3 separate regions of the Mus musculus genome follow, and regions 1 and 2 are each linked to region 3. Evidence: chromatin contacts called from public ChIA-PET and Hi-C data. All regions are on one chromosome and are shown on one strand. Each heading gives the region's core, a stretch centred on a gene start, on an enhancer-like site or on the middle of the called end of the contact. The rest is flanking DNA. Distances are from core to core; before and after follow the strand shown. Region 1 has its middle 8.5 kb from the start of Gm30985. Region 2 holds the start of Gjd2 (gap junction protein, delta 2). Region 3 overlaps Aqr (aquarius).

Region 1 (2,700 bases), core at 5-2,504, 240 kb after region 3:
AATACACAGAAACGTGCATTCATGTTTTTACATAATTCCAGTTTAAGAGGTGGGCACAGCTTTAAGGGGGCACCCACAGCACTCTTTCCCTGGGACCCAGGAATAAAATGACTAGGAGAAAGTCAGGAAACCTTGATCAGTTCTAAGCTACACAGTATTAGAATGTCACACACACCCCTAAATGCAGAAGCTAGTTTCTCAACACTGCCAATATTCAACTTACTAAAAAACTTTTTTAGTTTATCTCATCAGTTTGGTTATCAAAACATGTTTTTATCTCATCACATTTACTAGAAATTACTAATTAGTGCCAAATATGAAAAATTTATGATAAAAGCTAACAGGGTGGTACACTCCTGGCAAGGGAGCCTGAGGCAGGAGAGTCACAACTCAAAGCTAGCCTGGGGTTTGTGGTAAAGCTCCTTCCTCCCCCACAATCCTGGTGGTGATGCAAATTATTTTTATCATAGCAATGCAATTTGCAATTGGTGGAATGCAAGGAAGCACTTTGTGTGGCTCTTGACCAACTTTGCATCTTTGTTAACTTTGTTAAGCAAGTTCAGTTTAATTTGGCTTTCAAGATGCACCTGCATATTTCTCTGTTGCATTCTTCTTTGTGGTAACTGTAGAATCTTACCTGTTTATTAATGAGCTAAATAAAATCTTTGAAAAATGCTCATTTTATATTCGAGTCATGAGTTACCTTGAAAGTATCCTTTAATATAGGATGCTTTCCTTAAATCCTGACCTGGGTTATCTGGCTCTCCATTGTGGTATGGAAGAACACATAAGAAAGCACAGCACACCTTGCTTCTTCCAGAGATGATGCTGTGAAAGAAGACCACATCTAAATACCTACACAGGGTAGGAAAGGCAGAGCATGAAGACAGGCTATTATAGCCAAGCTCATAGGAGAAATGTAGGAATAGCTAGGTAGGTAAAGAGTGAGAGAGAGAGAGAGAGAGAGAGAGAGAGAGAGAGAGAGAGAGAGAGAGAGAGAGAGAAATATTCACAAATCCATAAATATCCCTCAGGCCTGCTGTGTGCTACACTCTCCTCAGCTCCAGAGATCAGATCTGTAAACTGGTAGCCACATTAGATTGAGTCTTTAGGGTAGACCCTGATCTCATGTGGCCAATGTGGTAAGAAGATGTGTTGACACAGACACAGAGGGAAGGCTCTGTGACAGAAGTACAAAGAGGATCAGCAGCAGGCTGTGAAGTCCTTACAGGAAGTCAAGCCTGTTGACCTCTTGACCTTGGATATCTAGCTTCCAGAACTGTGAGAAAATAGATTCCCACTGAGCTGCCTAGTCTGTGGTCCTTTGTTGTGGCAGCCATCACAAAGGAACATGGGAGAAAGGTCCTGAGGGTTGTGGTAAACAAAAGCCAGTACTGTCTTGATGTGCCCTCTTGCTTTTCTCCAAAACTCTAGGGTTTTCTCAATAAAGCGACTTGGTGCCTAGTGAAATCCTGTCTCCTACTGTTTGTACTGCAACTCCTGTATGTTCTCTGAGCTAACACAGGCATCTTATTTCTGCCTTTATTAAATATGTGTCCTAGGTTGGGAATATCTTTCAACCACTACTCATTTCTCTACCACTAACCTTGAGCTCCCTCAGAAATTGGGACTGTGGTTGTTTTTTATTGTGTACGTCTAGCACTGAGAAGACAATGTTGCCGGGTCTGGCACCTCATAAGTATGTGGAGCAAAGGGCTTAATGGATATGTAAAAAAATGGGGAAAAGCTACTTTAGGCCTAAAGATAACTCAAAGAATGTCTTACTCTTCCTGGAGATTTGGAAACAACCAACTGGAATTAGAATTATCCCTGTAAGCCAACACATCCAGGGTTAGCCAGGTTACTCAGGAGCCATTGCACACACTGGTAGCCTTGGCTGCAGGAATCTGCCTTGGTCTCTAGCCAAGTGTTGAGGGGAGGAGCTTAGATGTGCTCTGGGAAACATGTAAGGACTTCTGACCCTGAGTGCCATCCTGAGAGATGACAAAGCTTTGCTCATTCAGAGACATCTGTTGCTAGAGGACTTTCCTTTTTTTTTTTTTTTTTTTTTTTTTCTCATGAGCTGATATCTTCCCTGTAAGCTCTTTGATTGCCTAATGAACAATTACTTTAAAGGGCATAGCAAACACTTTTTGTGAAGGACTGTGCTATGATTTAAAAGGGCCCCTCAAAATATGTATTGGGAAATCAAGAAAATGGCCCAGGCATTAAGAGCATTTGCTTCTCTTGTAGGTTCAGTTCTGCGCACATACCTCAGACAGCTCACGGCCACTTATATTTCCATCTCCACAGGATCTGATGCCTTCTTCTGGACTCCATTGGTACCACATGCATGTGACACCCATACAGAAAAGCTGGGACACAAGTATATATAAATTTTAAAATACATCTTAAAATAACATTTAAAATAAATTTTTAAAAATGTTGTCCCCATTGTAGGAACGCTAGGAAGTGGATCCCAAAGTAAGATGTGTAGGTCACAGAGGATCCATGTGTATGAATGGAGCCATGCTTATTAATAAATGACTTTAGGGGGGACTGGCAAGATGGGCAAAGGCATTTGTTATTAAGCCTGACAGCCTGAGTTTCAGTCCCTGGGACTACATAGCAGAAGGTGAGAACTGATTCCCACAGTCATCTTTAACCTTTACACTTGCAACATAGCAAAAGTGCCCAACC
Region 2 (2,749 bases), core at 224-2,723, 130 kb after region 3:
CTTGTACCTTTTTTTTTCTGCCCAGAGAGTGAAACCACCCGCACTGTAACCATGACACTGCCTTTCTATGATACACATGTCTCCATTATTTTTAGCGGATTCCTTTACTACTGTCAGTGGAGAGCTGCTTCCTTGAGCTAGCAGTGACAACCCCAAGAGACAATCTTGGGACAGGCGTGTTATGCGGCTCAAGCTTGTGTTCTGTCTGTAAGCATTATGCATGCAGAAGAGTATGTGTAGGGACCCTGGACCCTACTCTGCACCTTTCTTCCTGGCCCTTCCTCAGGGCCACGAGAGATAGATACCCAACCAACTCAGTCGTTCTAGAATCAAAAGCACATCCTGGTGTAGCTTATGTGTATGCTCCCTGTGGGTAATTAAGGCTGCATTATATTCCTAAGACCAGCTAGCAACACTTTCACAGTCATGTTCTTGAAAGGATGACAACACCTTACTCATTGTGCTTTTGGTACATTTATATGACACACTCCCAACTTTGGTGCCTCCTAAAATTGACCCTACGTTAATTAGCAGCCTGGTGTGATCGTCTCAATTTTCCTGGGACCAATTAAGTAGATGCAGTAGATGGAACTGACATCAAAATGTAAATTTTAAGACCGATTCTAGAATCTGTTCTTTGAGCTGGGGAGTGGGAGGGGGAGGCAAATGCTGAATAAGGAGAGTGGGGGTGGGGTGAGATTGTGAGCTGCTGTTTCTGCTAGATAAATACTGGGTCTTCTTAAATCCAGGCTGGACCATGCTGACCTGACTAGCGTCCTCTGCTCCCATCAGTTATGTACAAATGAAATCACGGCCTCCTTATCCGTGCTGGGAGAAATGAGCACGCATTAGGGCCCCTGGCTCGCTGCTAGGCACCTGTTTGGTGGGTAAATACTTTGTACCCAGACCTTCCTGCTCAGAACACCTTCACACCTGCATTTAGGCGTCAGCCAGCAGGGAGTCTCATTAGGTATTCCGCACCTCAGCACCTGATCCACACGCGAAAGTCGGGACCCTCTGCAGCACTCTCGCAGGCGGCTGTCCTCTCCCGGTAAGGGCTAAAAAACTCCCTTCCCCCAACTGGCACCACCATCTAGAAAAGGAATTTTAGTGGTGTCTCAGAAGGCCCAAAGCTAAAGGTAAGGGACAGACGGGGGCAAGTTAAGCCATCTATTCGGGTCCCTCATCACTCACCAATGTGTCTGTTCCTCCTGCGGGAGACTGGCGGCCAGGTGAGGTTACCTGGGCGCCTCAGAAGCCCCAAGGGGCGCTGCAGTTCTCCGTCTCCCCATCTCCGGCGCAGCGGGGGGACTCCAGACCGTCTCCTCCCCCCGCGGCGCGCGGCCGCGGCCCCTCGGGCTCCGACGCTCGGCGACAGCGGCACGCCGCGCTCTGCTCCCCTCCGCCGACCTGGCGTGACGCAGGCGGAGACTACTTAAGGGCGGATTAGAGGCGGTGGCCGCGGATTCCCCAGCCCCGCAGCTAGCTCTGCGCGCCGCAGCGCGGGAGCGCCAGGTGCCCGCTCCAGTGACAGGCGCCGGGGTCCGTGCGCGGACCCTCCCTCAGACCGCAAGATCGCGGGGACCGCGGCGCAGGCACCGGTCTCCCGCGGGCAGGAGCTCGGCCACCTGCACGCTGCCACCCAGCCCCGCCCCTCGCCGGGAGACTGCGGGAGTCCATCTGACCCCCGGACGGCACCGAGGTGCTGTCCAGCTCTTCCGCACCGCGCCAGCAGCTCCATTGGTTGGGACGCACATAGATTGCTTCCCCCACTCCCCTCTTTTAAGTGCAATAAAGGGGGAGGGCCTCGTGGATTTTTTTAAAAAACAATTTTTGTTTGCTTCTTTAATTGGGGGCAATTCGCTCCCTGTCAGGAGGTGAGGCCCGGGGAGGGGCCAGGACCAAGAACGTGCCCGGTACTGCCCAGTCTTTGTCTGCTGCCTCCGGATGCACAGCGATGGGGGAATGGACCATCTTGGAGAGGCTGCTGGAAGCCGCGGTGCAGCAGCACTCCACTATGATTGGGAGGTAAGGGCACCAAGCCAGCCGTCAGCGGCCCGTCGGGCGGCCCTTGGGAATACCTTCTCCTGTCTCTAACGACCCCCATATCCCCAGCCAGTCCTCTACCTCCTCCCCAACCTCTGTCCAAGTGCCAGTGTTGCCTGCATTAAGGGATTACCCGACGCCCAGTGACGCCCCCCTCCTCGTTACTCCTGATCAGCTCCCCCATACTTTCTCTATAAAGCACCACAGGGGGGAGGGGGTTCACACTTCCCTCATCAGAAAAGGACTTGTGGACTCAGTCCTGGTACCCCCCACTCTCCGGAGTCAGCGCCAATCTCCATCTGGTTCCCTAAATAGAATCTACAAGGAAGGCAGAATTGCATTTGGACAGAGAAGGGCAAGTGGGGAGATGGATTTGCTCATCACAGCAGATGCACCATTCTTTAACAGATATTTATTAAGCTAGACCATGTTCTCTGTTAAAACTTAGTGCCAGAGAGCCACACACATAGCTGGCTTCTTCTTGTGAATAATATATCTTTAAGTATATATTTATATACATATGTAGTATGTAGATATTTATTCATATTTATAGCTACCTGCAGCTACCTATTTGTTTGTAGACATGTGAATTTTGTACTCATCACCGTTTCTATAGAGGATTAAGTTCTACATGTAGAGACTAGGATATACACCCATAAAGATTAATACTCACCGCAGGTGTAGATCTTCAAACACAGATCCT
Region 3 (2,700 bases), core at 30-2,529:
GCTGTTTCTTTGGCCTGGAAAAAAACAAAAAAGTCGAAAATAGATTAGCAGTTCTGGTGTTCAGAATAGAAAAGAGGGATTTTAGAGAAAGACAAAACATTTGTGTTGTGAAAGAAAAATGTTACTAATAAAAGGAAAAAAGAAGCATAATTTATTCTTTCACATAGCAAATTATATGCAAAATGCATATTTCACATTATGTTATATTCTTTTTAAAAATGTTTCTTTGAGAGTCTGGTGTTGGTAACTTTTTCAGTAGAAACATTTTCTGTTTCGTTAATGTTGTTCTTAAATGAACCTGGCTTTGGATAGTCTGCATGTGGGAGTGAGGAGGGGCTACAGGAGCTGCTGGGCCTCGGCTGGGTCTGCAGTGGTAGCTTCAGTGGTAGAAGGTCCGTGCTATCTGTCAGTGGATTCAGGTACCATGAAAATACTTTAAATATTTTAGCAGAATTCAAAAATTCTAATTCCTGTTTCTCATTTTTGTTGTTGTTGGGGTTTTGTCCATTTGTTTGTTTTGCTGCCTGTGCGGTAGGGATATCTTCACTTTTTAAGATAATCAATAGGAAAACAGGGTTCAAGAGGAAAGGTGAATGACCTGAATAAATCTTCTCCATTCTGCAGTTCAAACACACTCCACCAGGTGGCATCATACCTCTGCCTCTTGCCAACGCTCCCTAAAAATGAAGACACAACTTTTGATAAAGAGTTTCTTCTAGAATTGCTGGTAAACATTAATATTTAACTGTCTTATAACTTCTCCTGTGGCTTTTCCCACATTTCTGAGTCACTCAGTGATATAAACAGTACTGACTGCTAGAGTTCGGGCTCAGTACTTTGCCTCTTGTGTTTGGAACTAATTAAATTAGGGGTTTGGGGGGCCAGGCCTCAGGCTTGGTTTTTCACGTCTGTGGTTTCTTTTCTCACACCTCTCAAACCTTTAAGCTCCGTTACGGCAGGAAGTCGCTGTGGCACTGAGCAGCTTCTGTGTCACCCTGCACTCATGCTCTGGAGATTCAAAGAGACCACAGCTAGACACAGTGCATGTTAATAACCGTGGCCATGTGTTATTTTAAAGGCAGTTATTCAAAAATTCTGTATTCAGTATCAGGTCATAGCCTTGATACTATAAATTCAGTAACTTAGAAATACAGTAAATGATTTCTAAGTGGCTTAAGAATTCTAAGCAATTCTTCAGTCGTCTTTATTTTCTAAACTAGCTTTTTGTTGTGGTTGTGGTTGGGTGTGGTGACTTTTTACTGTTGTTGCTGTGGCTGTTGTCTGGGTTTTGGGGTGGGGCTTGGCTTACCCTGTACATAGCGCACCACTGCACAGTCGTTCAAATCAGGGAATGAATGGGCTTCTCATGCAGTGGGCTTCTCCTGTTGCCAGGAGGGAGCACGGAGACTCTTCACCTGCACCTTGTGGAGCTCTCAGAAGACTTCTTGGACCTATTAAATTACGTGACTGTTAACTAGGTACATTTTATTAATGTGGAGGTAGACATAGCACAGTGGTAGAGACTGCTTACTTACACAATATAGTGACTACTATACCAGCACCGCAGGACGAAAGAATTCAAGGAATTCCATAACTTCTTAAAAACTCTTTAGTATTGTCTTCATTTCACCTTGTTTGGACATGTAGTCCACTGCGTTGTGTCGGGACACCTCCTTTTCATACAACATTTTCTGAAACAGATGACTATTTATGTCAAATATTTAGCCATGTCACTAACTTATGGCTCCTTAAGTGTTGACAGTTTTCACCTTTACAGATAACGCACGCGCACGAGTGTGTGTGTGTGTGCGCGCGCGCGCGTGTGTGTGCGTGTACACCCATATGTGAACATTTAACCAGAACCAGGAACTGGTTATTTCACCATGTGTGCTTATGGCTGCTGGGTTAACCTCCAAAACCAACACTCTGATGAGCCTGCACTGCCTTCGCACCAGCCTTGGTTTTGCTCAGTCTTCCTGCTTTTCCAGCAAAACAAAACAAAACAAAACAAAAGGATTTAAAGTGTTAGTTTTTCTGTTATAAGATTAAGTAGCTTTTCATCTATTTCAGACATTTTCATTGCTGAGCAAAACAAATAAGAACTAACTAACTAAATAGGCATATGTGTCTGTTGATTTTTCTTCATATTGAACCGTATTAGGCATGCCGTTCCGGGCTTTACTTTCCAAGCTTGTTCTTGTACCCGACAGAGAGCATAATTCCTCCCTGTAGGAAGATGATGGTAATATGCTAAATGTGGAGAGCAGAGACAAAGCATTTGTAACAGGTGTTTAAGGCCCAGTGACAGGTGTCTGAGTGTCATTTGGGGAGCGCTTCAGATTAGTTCCAGAATGGAAACTACTTTTTTCTTTGCATGTTTGCTCTGAGCATGTGCCTTAGATGTCTGTCTTTGCCTGTCCTCCTACAAGTCACTTGTCACTGTCTGTAACTGCAAACGCTTCCTAAAAATTCCCTGAGCTCTTTTCTGACAAGAAAATCTCTTTCAAGTCAGGCTGTTGGTACCAATACGAAGTTTTTATGAACAAAAGAAATAGAAACCTTTCCCAGGGATGATTCCCATAGAAAAGCCGTGCGCCATTCTGGCCTTGTTAATTAGAAATCACAGTTTCTGTGTGAGATGCACTGCTGGGAGATCAAGCGTGCATAGATATCATTAATGAGAGGGAGTGCAGCTCAGCC

The links. Hi-C and Micro-C count contacts between places; a contact is called where the count stands out from the background. ChIA-PET counts read pairs in DNA pulled down with a chosen protein or histone mark.
Region 1: an RNA polymerase II ChIA-PET map of memory CD8 T cells shows a contact between it and region 3, with 108 read pairs. The contact joins two enhancer-like sites. A contact is called at or near these places in 2 of 484 Hi-C or Micro-C datasets (both in CD4 T cells), 3 of 115 datasets of contacts at active chromatin or transcription factors (effector CD8 T cells, heart atrium and memory CD8 T cells) and 1 of 9 other capture datasets (pancreatic islet).
Region 2: a Hi-C map of rod photoreceptor shows a contact between it and region 3, with 2.2 times the contacts expected there. The contact joins the promoter of Gjd2 here to the enhancer-like site in region 3. A contact is called at or near these places in 1 of 39 promoter capture datasets (liver), 3 of 484 Hi-C or Micro-C datasets (the N1E-115 cell line, nephron progenitors and rod photoreceptor) and 1 of 9 other capture datasets (pancreatic islet).

The regions. Positions count from the first base shown.
Region 1 is chr2:113,901,810-113,904,509 of GRCm38.p6, reverse strand. No RefSeq gene overlaps it. Among named protein-coding and RNA genes, the nearest start is that of Gm30985, 8.5 kb to the right of the region's middle. Within about 2 kb of position 1,254, at least 46 of the 459 cell types and tissues checked have an H3K27ac peak or open chromatin away from gene starts, as enhancers often do. A contact at or near this core is called in effector CD8 T cells and memory CD8 T cells, where this site is marked.
Region 2 is chr2:114,012,343-114,015,091 of GRCm38.p6, reverse strand. Gjd2 (gap junction protein, delta 2) reads left to right here and starts at 1,473. Exons shown (of 2, transcript NM_010290.2): 1 at 1,473-2,028. The coding sequence starts at 1,958. A530058N18Rik (RIKEN cDNA A530058N18 gene) reads right to left here and starts at 1,527. Exons shown (of 5, transcript NR_028423.1): 1 at 1,195-1,527.
Region 3 is chr2:114,143,655-114,146,354 of GRCm38.p6, reverse strand. It overlaps Aqr (aquarius), which reads left to right. Exons shown (of 35, transcript NM_009702.3): 14 at 625-727. Among named protein-coding and RNA genes, the nearest start is that of Mir7002, 5.6 kb to the left of the region's middle. Within about 2 kb of position 1,279, at least 45 of the 459 cell types and tissues checked have an H3K27ac peak or open chromatin away from gene starts, as enhancers often do. A contact at or near this core is called in effector CD8 T cells, memory CD8 T cells and rod photoreceptor, where this site is marked.